2 separate regions of the Mus musculus genome follow, and region 1 is linked to region 2. A link is a contact called in public Hi-C data. All regions are on one chromosome and are shown on one strand. The core of a region is the stretch at or near the end of the contact, and the rest is flanking DNA. Distances in the headings are between cores, read along the strand shown.

Region 1 (6,178 bases), core at 2,680-5,179, 110 kb after region 2:
CTCCTCTAGAAAAGTGTTTCTGTGCCAGGATGTTAATGCCATGCTCTTAGTTTTCCTGAGATTCGCATTCTGAGACTCTTCCACTCTTTCTACTAAAATTCATGTCCTTAACCTTGTGTAGTCATAACGCTTCTGGCCTATGCCTAGATTTCAGGCTTGACTTTACAATGACTGAAGAAACTTGGACTCACAGTGCTGGGGGTTTCTTAAGTAACCAGATAGCCAAGTTGAGGCCACCCTGGGGGAAGGCAGGCTTGTCAGAGGAATGATTATGATCAAACAAGGCATGCCCACTATCTTCCCAGACCACCCAAACTTAAACGAGGTTAGCAGTGCCTCGTGGTTTGTAAGATGTAGAGAGGGTTCATGGGTTTAGAGAGAGCGAGAATGTTATTGAGAAGCAGGGGTCACTCTCCCTCCTAAGATAGCCTTACAGGCTGGCTGCATTAGCAAGCGGGAACAGAGGTGTGGGAACAGGAGTCCAGACAGGCTAGGCAGGTATAGGCTGGCGTCAGAGGGTAGAAAAATAGCTTACACTATGGTTAAGTCTCTCCATCAAGTCCACGGCATGAGACAACTCAAAGTGTAAACACTGGTGTCTTGTGGCTGGTGTTGGATATGCCAGTGCCTGCTTAGGAGTAAGGATAGTAAGTAGCACCATGGCAACCATAGCAGGCCTCAGGGAATTGCCTACGCCTAGAAAGACCAGTCAGCCTTCTTATCCCCCTGATCACTCACCTCTCATTGGTATCCATTCCATTTTATTCTTCTGGCCATGGAGCAACCTCCAGACACAGAAGCAGCTACAATGAGAGTAGCGCTCTCAACAAACCATCTACCTTGATAGATGTGTCTCACATCTCCTAGCTACTGTGAGCACCAACGAGGTCCCAAGGGAGGGTGGAAACTGGTGATACATGACCATAGTTCAGTCCATAGATGCCCTATAACCACACCTTTGGGGGCAAAAGGCCACCTGTGCTGGTATTAGTATACTCAAAGCTCCTGGAGCCAGACATTTACTGTCTATCTGTTCTAGAAGCAGCCCTAAGCCACTTAGACGACTCTGCTCAGAGTACTAGGCCAAATCTGATAACAGATCTGTAACAGAACCTCAGAGACATGAATGATGCTTTCTTGGTCTCTATAGGCCTAGTGTGTCACCATCTTTCCAGGTACCACAGCTCTTCTCAGGCCAGCACTCCTGGAACCTGAGTAGGTGGACAGTCTTTATCCAGTCAAGTCTCTACCCAAGAACACACCAAGACTCTTTCTAGGCCAACTTATTCCAAATGCAGCAGCTGGGAACAAGCCAATCTAGGAAGGTGGGAAAGGAGGAAAGGAGGAGCCCACGGTGGGGCTGAGTTAAAAGACCTAAGGTAGAGATAGAGAGATCATAGGCTTAAGCAAAAAATATAATCTGGTCAAAGCAGAGTTGGAGTCAGGGTTGAGGCATCTAAGAATTTAGACACCCACATCTGTAGAAGTCTAGTGCCATCCTTGGTGGAAGTCCTAGCAGAGAGCATGACCATAGGCCTGGTGTGTGTCTGGGTCCTAGAACCTGATGTGCTCCCAGGACTACTGGCCTTACCAAGACCCCTCCCCATTCTAGGGGAGCAGATAGGCCATCATGGGTACTGTGTAAGGGGCCCACGTGCCCACACCAGGGCTGCATTCCTTTGCCTCTTGCATAGTCAGCCTGTTGATTGATGTCTGTAATTAAGCTAGGCTCCAGCAGCTCACTGATGCAGCATGGCTCCTGTGGGCAGCTGGCCCTATGAACCTACACTGAAAAAAGAGGCACACACCCTCGTACGTGTCTACCAGGGACAGAGATGTGTACTAGGGTCTTGCAGGGAGCAGAGTGGGTGGGAAGCAGTTGCAGAAAAACAGATCCATTTTTCTTCAGCATTTTACTGATGTTAAATGTATTACCATGCTGGGCCAGTTCCAGAATTCAAATTAAAAGCATAAATAAAGACACATTTTGTTTCCATCTCAAGCTCTCCCCGCCCAGGGGCCCTAGGGAGGTGAGGTCACTGTAGCCTTGATTATGGGAAGGTCCCTGGGGCTGGGTGAAGCTCCTCTTTTCAGAGCCGGTTGGCCACTGATAGTTTGGGGACAGAGAGGCCAAGGTGCAGGCCTATTGAAAACCAGAGAGGTAAATAGGGAAGGATGCTGAGAAGACAATATTGCTTCTCTGACCCCAGCTCAACAGGCACGTACCAGCAGCTCCTCAAGTAAGCCCCAGGCATCGTCCAGATCTGGATATCTGGGCCTCGGTGTTGCATACATATTTCAGTCAGATGCTGTCTTCCTGGTTCTAACATCACTGGAAGGGAGCCCTGTACTCCTCAATCTCCCTCAACATGAATCCTCTATCTAAAGCCTTGCTCCAGACTTCTAAGGGCCACGTAGGAAATAGAGACCCACTGCCACGAGAGATGGGGAGTATCTTTACAACTAATAGGGCAAGTCTCCAGGATTCTGCTTACTGGGATTAACTGGCAAGGGCTCATTTGCATCCCACCAGCTGGAATGTCCTTGTCGGTCCTGTAGCCATCAGAATTGCACATCTTTCCAGTGTCTACTCAGTCCTCCCTTTCCCCAGGAATGCCTCTCACATCATCTTGAGGCTATCATCAAAGCTCCCTGATTCTAGCCTGGGTCAGGCAAGCAGCAGAGTGTTGTGGCTGCTCATGGCCACTCTTTTTCCAGCACTCCCCAAAACTCCAGGATGAAAGAACCCTAAGATTGCCAGTCCTACTCTGACACAGAAAGCACATCATTAGCCTTGCCTGAAATGAAGCAAGGTCTCCAGGTACGTCCCATAGATGCCGAGACATACACAGGGCCCAGGACATGAGCACCTATAGCTCAACGCTAAAGAAGCATGTCTGGGTTTGACCTCAGTGAGCTTCTCCTACAGCCACTTCACCCCACCCTCCAGCCGATGAATCAATCAGAACTTGTCTGGAACCATTGCCCCATCCGTTGCACAAGGATATCTAAGATGAACATCCCCAAATGCCAAGCCTACCACAAGCACAGCAGCCTATAGCTCAGCCTGGCTCTGCCATGTAGTTTCCCTAAAGGTTTCTTCCAAGAGGTTGGTTCCTGAGCCCTCAGACTTTTTTGATGTGACATTTTCAACTGGAAGCCTCAACATTTATTTACTAACCAGCCTGCCATCCCACTCTGGGATGACATTCAGGGGCCACCAGTTTACCAAGATGGGTGGAGAAAAGTCTAGAGGACAGAGGGAAAGTAAGAATACAGGCTAGGACATTGCAAGAATCCCACCAGGTGCCCACAAGCACCTCCCGGGCGAGCATGTGCTTGCCGGGCCTCTTTTGACATGACAGCTTCAAAAATCTTTGAGCAAAACCAGCCCCTCGTGCGTTAATTAGAATTTCCATGTCTTCAACTTTCTCCTGGACCCTGCAGAATCTCACGCCAAGACGTTCGAGTTTCTCTTTTCCAGGGAGGCCCGCTGTGGCCTGGCTTTCATCCACATCACTACTAATGTCTCCTGAATTCTGCGTTTGTCAGCGAGGCTGGGGCCAGCCTATGCCTTCTGGAAGGGGAGCATTAGTGGACTAGGGGGCTAGCTCTTCTGATGGGACTGCTTTGCCTGGGATATTCAGGGCCTGGAGACAATCAGGGCCTGCTGTGGTACCTCAGTGAGCACCCATTTCTCTTACTTGGCTTCTCAACCTGCAAATGATGATGGGAGAAGATGGAGGGGCCATGTTGGGGGCAGTGTCCAGGAGGATAGGGAAGGGGACTTGTCAAGAACAGATGAGACCAGTTTGTCTTTCCAGACTAGTGTCCTGTCTTCTGTGAATATCCAGACCACCTCTGTCTGCATAAGGTGCCAAAGAAGCCCCATGAGAGCCCTCCCGGGAGGGCTGTGCAAGGCTGTATGAGTCACAGGATCCCTGTCAGAGCCCCACAAGGCCCCGGCCAGGCTCAAACCCGTCTCTGAAATGCACGGGGGATTAAATGTTCTCCTAATTAAATTAAAAGCGAGGCGGAGTGGCTCAGTGGCTCAGTGGGAAAGAGAGGGACTGGGAATCGAATGCCCTCAATCTGGCTCCCAGCCTGCACTGGCCCAGCTATAGGCAGCCCCCAGTGCCCCTAACCTTCCCTAGTTTCACTTCCTTCATCTAAGCACATGAAAAGGGATGCAGCAACCTCCTAGAATTGTTCTGAGGGAGACAGAGAAGCCAGGGAGAGTAGTGTGACAGTACATACTACACCGATACCATAAAAGAAAGGTACTCTGAAAAACAGAGAGAGCCCCTCAAATACATCTTCTGTTTGCTTTGCCTAGAGCTGGAAGTGGAAACTGAACAATAGGGACTGCTGGTGGTCTGGTCAGGGGTACTGGAGTAATATATCCTTCTAAACAAGGTGGTAGTCAGGCGGCAAGGCCAGTCCCTCTGGGCTTGTACCGTGTTGTGTCTCTACTAAAGCTCAGAAAATACTGTCTTCTATAGAGCACTGGGTTACAAACTTACTTATAGTAGAAAGGGAACACATCAAAAGAGTAACGTATACAGATTTCCAGTACAAACCTACTGCATTCTCCCTACCTGAGAGCCAAGCATCCAAAGAAAGCAGTAGAATCCCCAGGGAGTCCCCTAGATCCCATTTCCTATCATGGACACACCAAGAACAAACCATAAGCTCACTTCCCAGCACAACAGCCTTCTTTGCCCGAGTTTGAAATCTACATGGCTAGATCGCACACGGCACACACATGTATCTGGCACTTTCATTCACTCTGATGTCTGAGAACCACCCACCCCTCCCAGTGAGGCTGAAGAAAACAGTGGTCTCGGGAGCCTTTTGATCGTTGACACTCTGTTCTGAGTGGCCTGTGATTTGCTCTTTCATTCTACTACCCATGACCACTGGGCAGATCTGGGTAGTGAGTTACTAAGAATATTCTACATATATGTGTCTGGTAAAAGTTATGGCTATCTCTGCTAATTGTATGCCGAGAAGTGCTGGGTCATTGCGGGATCAGCTGTTTCCCATGGCAGTCACCCCAACTTTTACCCCTGCTTGGCAGCATGTGAATATTCCACTTTTTTCCACATCCTCACACACACTTGGAATTTTTCACTATTTCCTTTTTAGCCATCCTGGCTTCTCATAACATCAGAGTGGTATCTGTAATTTGCAGTGAGCTAAGCCCCATTCTATATTCTCATTTCTTTATAGATCTCTGTAAGACATCTATATCCTATACTGAGAGCTGTTCTTCTTCAGGCACAAGTTTATCTCTCTCTGTCCTGGGTGTTCTTAAGTGTGAGTCATTTGTCAGATACACAGATACATGTATTGTAAATACTGCCCTGCTTGCGGACTGTCCTGCCCCCTCTTGGTGTCTTTTGATGAACAGAAGGTCTTAATTTTAACATGGTCCAGTTAATCAAACATTTCCTCTCTGGATAGTGCTGTTTATGTCCTACTTAAGAAACTTTGACTACTCCAAGGTCATAAAGATATTCTGGTTTGTTCTAAAGCTTTAAAAGCTCACCTTTCACATGTAGATCTGCAGTCCATCTGGAATCGATTTTTGTGTCCTGTGTGAAGTCAAGGTCAAGATAAGCTTTTTCCTCCACTTGGACATCCAGTCTGATACAGCACCATCCTTCTCCCACTGCCCTGTCATATCAGTGTCACTATAAATCAGCTCGCTGTTGGCATATGGTTATTCTCTGGACTGTCCTCTGTTCAACTGGTCAGCTTTCAGGTTGTTCTCTTTGGCCAGTGTTACCCTTTCATTATCATTGCTGTTTACCAGTAGGACCTGAGGGCTGGGGTATGCAGGCTCCCTCAGTTCTTCCTCATGGCTGGCTTGGCTGGCTCTGTAAGGCCTTTGCTTCAATATATATGCATCAGTTTCTAGGAAAATGTCCTTTGTAATGGCCCTATGAGGGCTCTGCGGAACAATGGCCTGATTGGTTCTCCAGCCATTTCGGTCACCTTCCTGTCCTCTTACTGTAGTTTTCTGCATATGCTTATGGTCTGATGTGGGCTCGCAATAGCTAAGAACAGTGTCTTCCAGGAAGCCCTGGGAAGCTTGCATTTGCTGTGGGCTCACAGTGGCTACGGACCATCTTTCAGGAAACCCTGGCAGGCTTGGGTCATCCAATCCTGCTCA
Region 2 (5,482 bases), core at 1,779-4,278:
CCCAACGGCCCCCTTTCCCAAAACTCCATAGGACACGTGTTTTCACTGTAGACCAAATCAAACATGAGGCTTGCCTGGTAGTACCTAGTTCTCTACAGGCCACTGGAGGGTTCATACCCTACAGTGAGCTCTGTAGCAAAATTCAGGGGCACCTGGCAAATTTCTTGTTCCTTACTCCCATCCCAAAAGTCAATGCATTCAATCCAGGGCACACCTGGTACCAAGTATTAACTATGATGGCTGTGGTGCCAGCCAGCAGTGTGCCTACCTCTGGGGTTGGGATGTCACTGTGGTTTAGGCACATGTGGTTTAGGCAGCTGCTAACAGACAGTAACAAGCTGTGATTGGAAGTTGTGGTCACTAGAGGGCGACTTCTCTTCTGAAGTTTTCTGGGACTTTTCAATGTGGGCCTTAGCCTATGATGTCCCCACACTTAACAGAGGTGCCAATTCCTGTACCTATGGTTCCTGGGCTTCAAGTCGGGGTCAGGGCCTCAAGTTTTTCCAGAAGCAACATCCAGCCAGTCTGCCTATTCCCTAGTTGGTTCCATGTGGCTGGAAAGATGCCACCAAATCTTAGCTGGCATCTCTCTGTGATGTGTTAGCTGATTAGCCTCAGTTTCCTGGATGACACCCCTTAGTCCCAGAGTATAATCTTTCAAGACCTGTCTGATGGAGCTCTTAGATATGGTTGGGGAATTTCACATGGCCCTTGTATTCCCTTATAGAACCAAGGTGGGGAAGAGGGCCCTGGGTTCCTTAGTTTTATGTGTGATGCTATCCCCACAGGTTCCTGTCAGAATTGTTCCCTTGCCCAGTACAGAGGTGGCTGCTACACGGATGAGGTCAAGTCTCTGGATATGTTATGAGAGGACATAGCTCCTGGTTACTGCTGAGGGGAATGGCCCAGGTTCTTTTCCAGAGAACTAGGTTTCTGTAGTTCTTAGTTTGGGACTTGGTCTGGAGAGCCTGGGCCAAAATGGCTCCTATGCTGAGAAGGGCCTGTGTGTCAGAACATTCCCCTGGGAGGCCTCCCAAGTACAAGTCTATATATGCACTTACGTGAATGTATTCACATATGCACAGACCCATGTATTCAAATGGACACATTCCTATATATAGCTGTGTCTTCAGGTAAGTGTGTGTTTTGTCTGAGCATGTGTGAGAGTGTAAGTGGACATTTACATGTGTAATATCCATATTAGGCCTTGTGCTTGGTTTTGTGTATTCTTGTGCACTTGTGAATGAATGCATTGTATTGTGTATCTTCATGTGTAGCTATGTTCATGCCTACGTGTAGATGGTACTGTATGTTCATGTGTCAACACATGTTCACATGTGTGTGGGCCTGTGAATGCACCTACTCCATTTCTCATCTGGTAGCTCCAGACTTGGGGTGGTTACCCCAGTAATTTTTGGCTTAGGCTCCCTTTCCTGGTGGCTTCTGCTGCCTCCCTCAGGCCAGGCTCTTTCTGGGGCCTGCTTGCCATCTTGTGGCTACTTTTGGAATTGTGAACACAGATCCAACAACCCTAAAGCAAAGGCAGGCGTGGGTGGGACCCACCCCTCCTCCATTCCCTCAGTGTGAGCGGGTCCCCACTCCCAAGGCAGCCCCTCCCCAGTCTGTTCTGCTTCCCAGAAGTGGCTCTTTGTCCACCACTGTGAGGGCAGTGACCTCATTACCTCTTTTGTCCCCTTCTCGTTCCCTGGACCCTCCCTGCCCCACAACAGCTAAGAAGAGATTTTATAGGACAAAAACCTGAGTGTCCCAGACGCTCCCTGGGTGGTTTGGGATAATTTCCAATTTCTCCCTCATGGTCTTCAGAGTGTCACACATTTAAGCATACACCCCCCCCCATCTCCAAACCTCCCTTCCCTCCCCATCTCTCCCTCCCAACTGCCTCAGGACCTTTGCACAAACACTATATATATCCAGCAGGGTTGCTTTCCTACTATTAGGACTGACCTCCGGTCAACGCTGCACACTCCCTTCTGGAACTCCCCTCTGCTCTTTTCTGGGCAACCTGGATGTGATGATGGGCTTCTTTGAGTAGGCTCACATCTCTTTCACACTTTTCTACTATGCAGAGGGAGGCTCAACACCCCGGCTGCTCAGAGTGTATATATGGAGTAGGATACAGAACCCCCTTCTTTTTAAGTCTTGTTCCCAGGCATGCCCCCTAAGGATACAATGATACCCCTGAACCTCAGTGTCTCCAACTGTAAAGTATAGGGATGAAAGTATAGTTGGCTTTAGTCTTAACCTCCCCATTTGGCTTTGCCACATTATTTTAAAGCCTCTCTCTCCCTGCCGCCTCCTGTGTGTGTGTGTGCTCGAAATGCCCACAGAATCCAGAAGATAATGTGGCAGATCCCCTAGAGATGGAGTAACAGACGATTGTGAACAGCCCAACATGCGTACCCAACCAAACTTAGAACCTCTGCCAGCGTAGCAAGGGATCTTAACTGCTGAGCCATTGTCTGTCCCCAACTTTGCCATGTTCGTAAGCTGTATCCTCACATGCTAGCCTTTAGAGGCCATACCTTCCAGGATTTGAGCTGGCTGTGTCTAGTGGCTTACTTCAGAGTCATGACCATGGTGTTGGGGAAGCAGATGTGAGGCTGGCGTGTGTCCAGCCTGGACATATGGACCAGTGAAGAAGTGTATGGCTCAAAGGACCTTGTATATAGGGTGGTGATATTTTCCTAGAAGACATGATGATTGGTCAAAGGGTTAGGTAAGGAGGAGTTGTGTGCTGTTGCAGATGGCTCATGGCCTCCGAAAGGTGCATGTGTCCTAGGCCCACGCAGATATCATGGTTGTGGATTCCAGGCCTCTAGGGTGAGAATGGCTGTTGGAGCCTCAGGCTGGGGGACATAGTGTAGAATGCAGCTGCTACATGCTGTGGACGGGAGTTGGGTGAAAAACAAAGATGTTTATTTCAGCCTTTGAGCTAAGGACAGGGCAGCCTCTGACGAGCTGTGGAGACACCAGGTGGCGCTCTTGTAACACACATTCCAGCAGCCCTTGGGCCGAGCCCAGAGTGCCGAGCGCGGGAGCCCAAACCACAGCCCGCGGTGCCCCACGGGGGCCCAGGGCAAGGGAGCTCTGTGAGGGATTCTGGGAGCACATTGGGTAAATGGTGGAGAAGAAGTCACGCGAGGCTGTGTTCCCCAACCCCAGCGCCGGTACTCCTGCCTCAGCGCCTGGCTTTCGTGGTGCCAGAGCCCTGTTATCTCAGCCAGGGCCAAGGAAGCCAGGCGGCCTCCGAGGGATTAAGCATTCTGCTGAGCCAGGCATATTCTGTGGGTCTGAAAAGCTGTTCTTGGAGAAAACTGGGCCCTGCCAGGCCAGGGTCTGGCTAGAACTTTGATCAGGGGTGTTATAGGTGTGCTTGGCCTTGAAACTTGTTTGTGGCCCCAAGGAGGACACCCCCCCTCCCGCCGCCCAGCCCCCAATCCGGCCTCTGAATCTAGAGCAAGCTGTATGTACATCTGTAGACGTGGCGCACATGTGTGTGCACGCCGTGTACGTGCAAGTCTGCTGAATGTGCATGCACGCCGCCAAACCCACCCACCCCTCCTTGCAATAGGAGACCCTGGCCAGGCCCAGGTGCAGGGCTGTTTTTTGTCTCTCAAACCCCAGCTTGTTTTCAAATCCCACACAAAGACAGCTGCATTGAAAAAGTCCTAGCACACACTCCAGCTCCGTGAGCCCCACAGCCCGCATACCAGGGAACTGTCCCGCCATGCCTGCGGTTAAAACCCGTGAGCCGCGCGGCCGGAGGCCTGGGGGATGAGGTCATCTCTCCAGTTTCCTCCCTTACTGTGAGGCTCCCTGGCCCCGCAGGGGCGACCCACCTCCCTGCAGCTGGACCCTTCCTGGCCCGCCCTTGCTTTCTGTAACTCTCTTGGCAGGCCTCAGTTTCCCAGGGGCAAAATGAGATCCGGTGGGCTCTCTGAGCCCTTAAAACAGCCCTTGCTGGGTCCTACTTTCAAGTGGAACAGGGTCAGCTCCCCAGGTCCCAGACCCTCGTTCACACTCAGCAGGGCCTCACATGTTCTTGCATTCGTTTTCACACCCTTTCCTGCCAGTGGAGACTTTATTGGCGTTAAATTCAGCGCCTAGCTTCATGTCTTGGTGCTGTGTCTAGGTTTTGCTTTGGTTTAGTTTGTTTTCACGGTCTATCTGTTGTAGAGCTTGCTCTTAGCTCTCCATCTTCTGTTGCTTGGAGTCACAGCGGGTGTTCTGTTTTTTTGGCTGAGACACGCCTTGGGTTGTACCTAGTGTACCGTTGCTGCTTGCACTGTATTTGGCCATGTGTCCCACTGCCTGGTCTGTTGTTCTGTCTGAGATCTCTTATGGGGGCATTAATATCACACCTGTTAGCTGCACTCGTGAGAGTCAGTATGCTTACTCTATCCCTGTCCCTGAAGACTAGTTTGCAGCCGAGGGAAGAAGACTTCTGCAGGTTGAGTCACTGCTGCAGCAGCACAAGGTCAGGAGACCAGCAGGGAGCTTGAGTTTTCCACCACCAAGCCCAAGATCTGACTTCCTGTGGGGCCCCAGCCCCCTGCTTGGAGAGATCTAGTTCTCAGGGCTCTTTAGAGATGCTGTCCAGCTAACCGTGTACCCAGTAGTGTTGCCAGCTCTCTCCTGGGCTCCTGGGTCCTCTGAGGAAACATTGTGTCCCTCTCAGGACTAGAACTTACTTTCTTTCTTTCTTTTTTTTTTTTTTTTTTGTTTTTTGTTTTTTGTTTTTTGTTTTTCGAGACAGGGTTTCTCTGTATAGCCCCGGCTGTCCTGGAACTCACTTTGTAGACCAGGCTGGCCTCAAACTCAGAAATTCGCCTGCCTCTGCCTCCCAAGTGCTGGGATTAAAGGTGTGCTCCATCACTGCCCAGCTGGACCAGAACTTTCTACGTCCTCAGCACACAAGGTTCCTATTGCCCCAGCTGTCATTTTGCCACTTTAAAAGATATTCCCCACGAGATGCCCACCTTTTTTGATTGAGTTGTTTTCTCCTACATTCATTGAGGAAGAGAGTAGCTGTGAAGCTCCAACTGTGTTTCAGGCTGTGTGCTAATGGGACAAGGGCTTCAAGTTCCTACCCAGAACTCACACCTTGGGGTCCTGTAGACATGGAAGCCACATGCCATCTGCGTGTAGTCCCTGGAGGGCTGTTGGGGATAATGGAACAGACATGGGCTCAGCTCTGCTTGTAGCCCCCAGGGCATCCAGAGGCTTGGGGGACTTGGGGGTACTCTCCCGAACTGTTGGTGCCTCTCTCCAGGAAGACAGCTGCTCTGTGGCTTAGTCTAGGTGGGAGGATGTCACACCTAGTCTGGGGATGGGTGGGTGACATGGGTGAATGGATGGGGCTGGGCTGCTTCTAAGGACCTCAAGATCTCCAAGCTGTGCAAAAAAAGTCCCACTGGTTGGGCACAGAGCTTATATGTCCTGCTGGATTGCTAGAAATGCC

Evidence for each region. Hi-C and Micro-C count contacts between places; a contact is called where the count stands out from the background.
Region 1: a Hi-C map of the N1E-115 cell line shows a contact between it and region 2, with 6 times the contacts expected there. The contact joins two enhancer-like sites. A contact is called at or near these places in 13 of 484 Hi-C or Micro-C datasets (the AML12 cell line, the HL-1 cell line, the N1E-115 cell line and 10 more).

The regions. Positions count from the first base shown.
Region 1 is chr7:143,262,087-143,268,264 of GRCm38.p6, forward strand. The region is part of intron 11 of Kcnq1 (potassium voltage-gated channel, subfamily Q, member 1); the gene reads left to right. It overlaps Kcnq1ot1 (KCNQ1 overlapping transcript 1), which reads right to left. Exons shown (of 1, transcript NR_001461.5): 1 at 1-6,178. Among named protein-coding and RNA genes, the nearest start is that of Kcnq1ot1, 31 kb to the right of the region's middle. Within about 2 kb of position 3,930, at least 8 of the 459 cell types and tissues checked have an H3K27ac peak or open chromatin away from gene starts, as enhancers often do. A contact at or near this core is called in the N1E-115 cell line, where this site is marked.
Region 2 is chr7:143,151,008-143,156,489 of GRCm38.p6, forward strand. The region is part of intron 2 of Kcnq1 (potassium voltage-gated channel, subfamily Q, member 1); the gene reads left to right. Among named protein-coding and RNA genes, the nearest start is that of Gm28821, 13 kb to the left of the region's middle. Within about 2 kb of position 3,029, at least 105 of the 459 cell types and tissues checked have an H3K27ac peak or open chromatin away from gene starts, as enhancers often do. A contact at or near this core is called in the N1E-115 cell line, where this site is marked.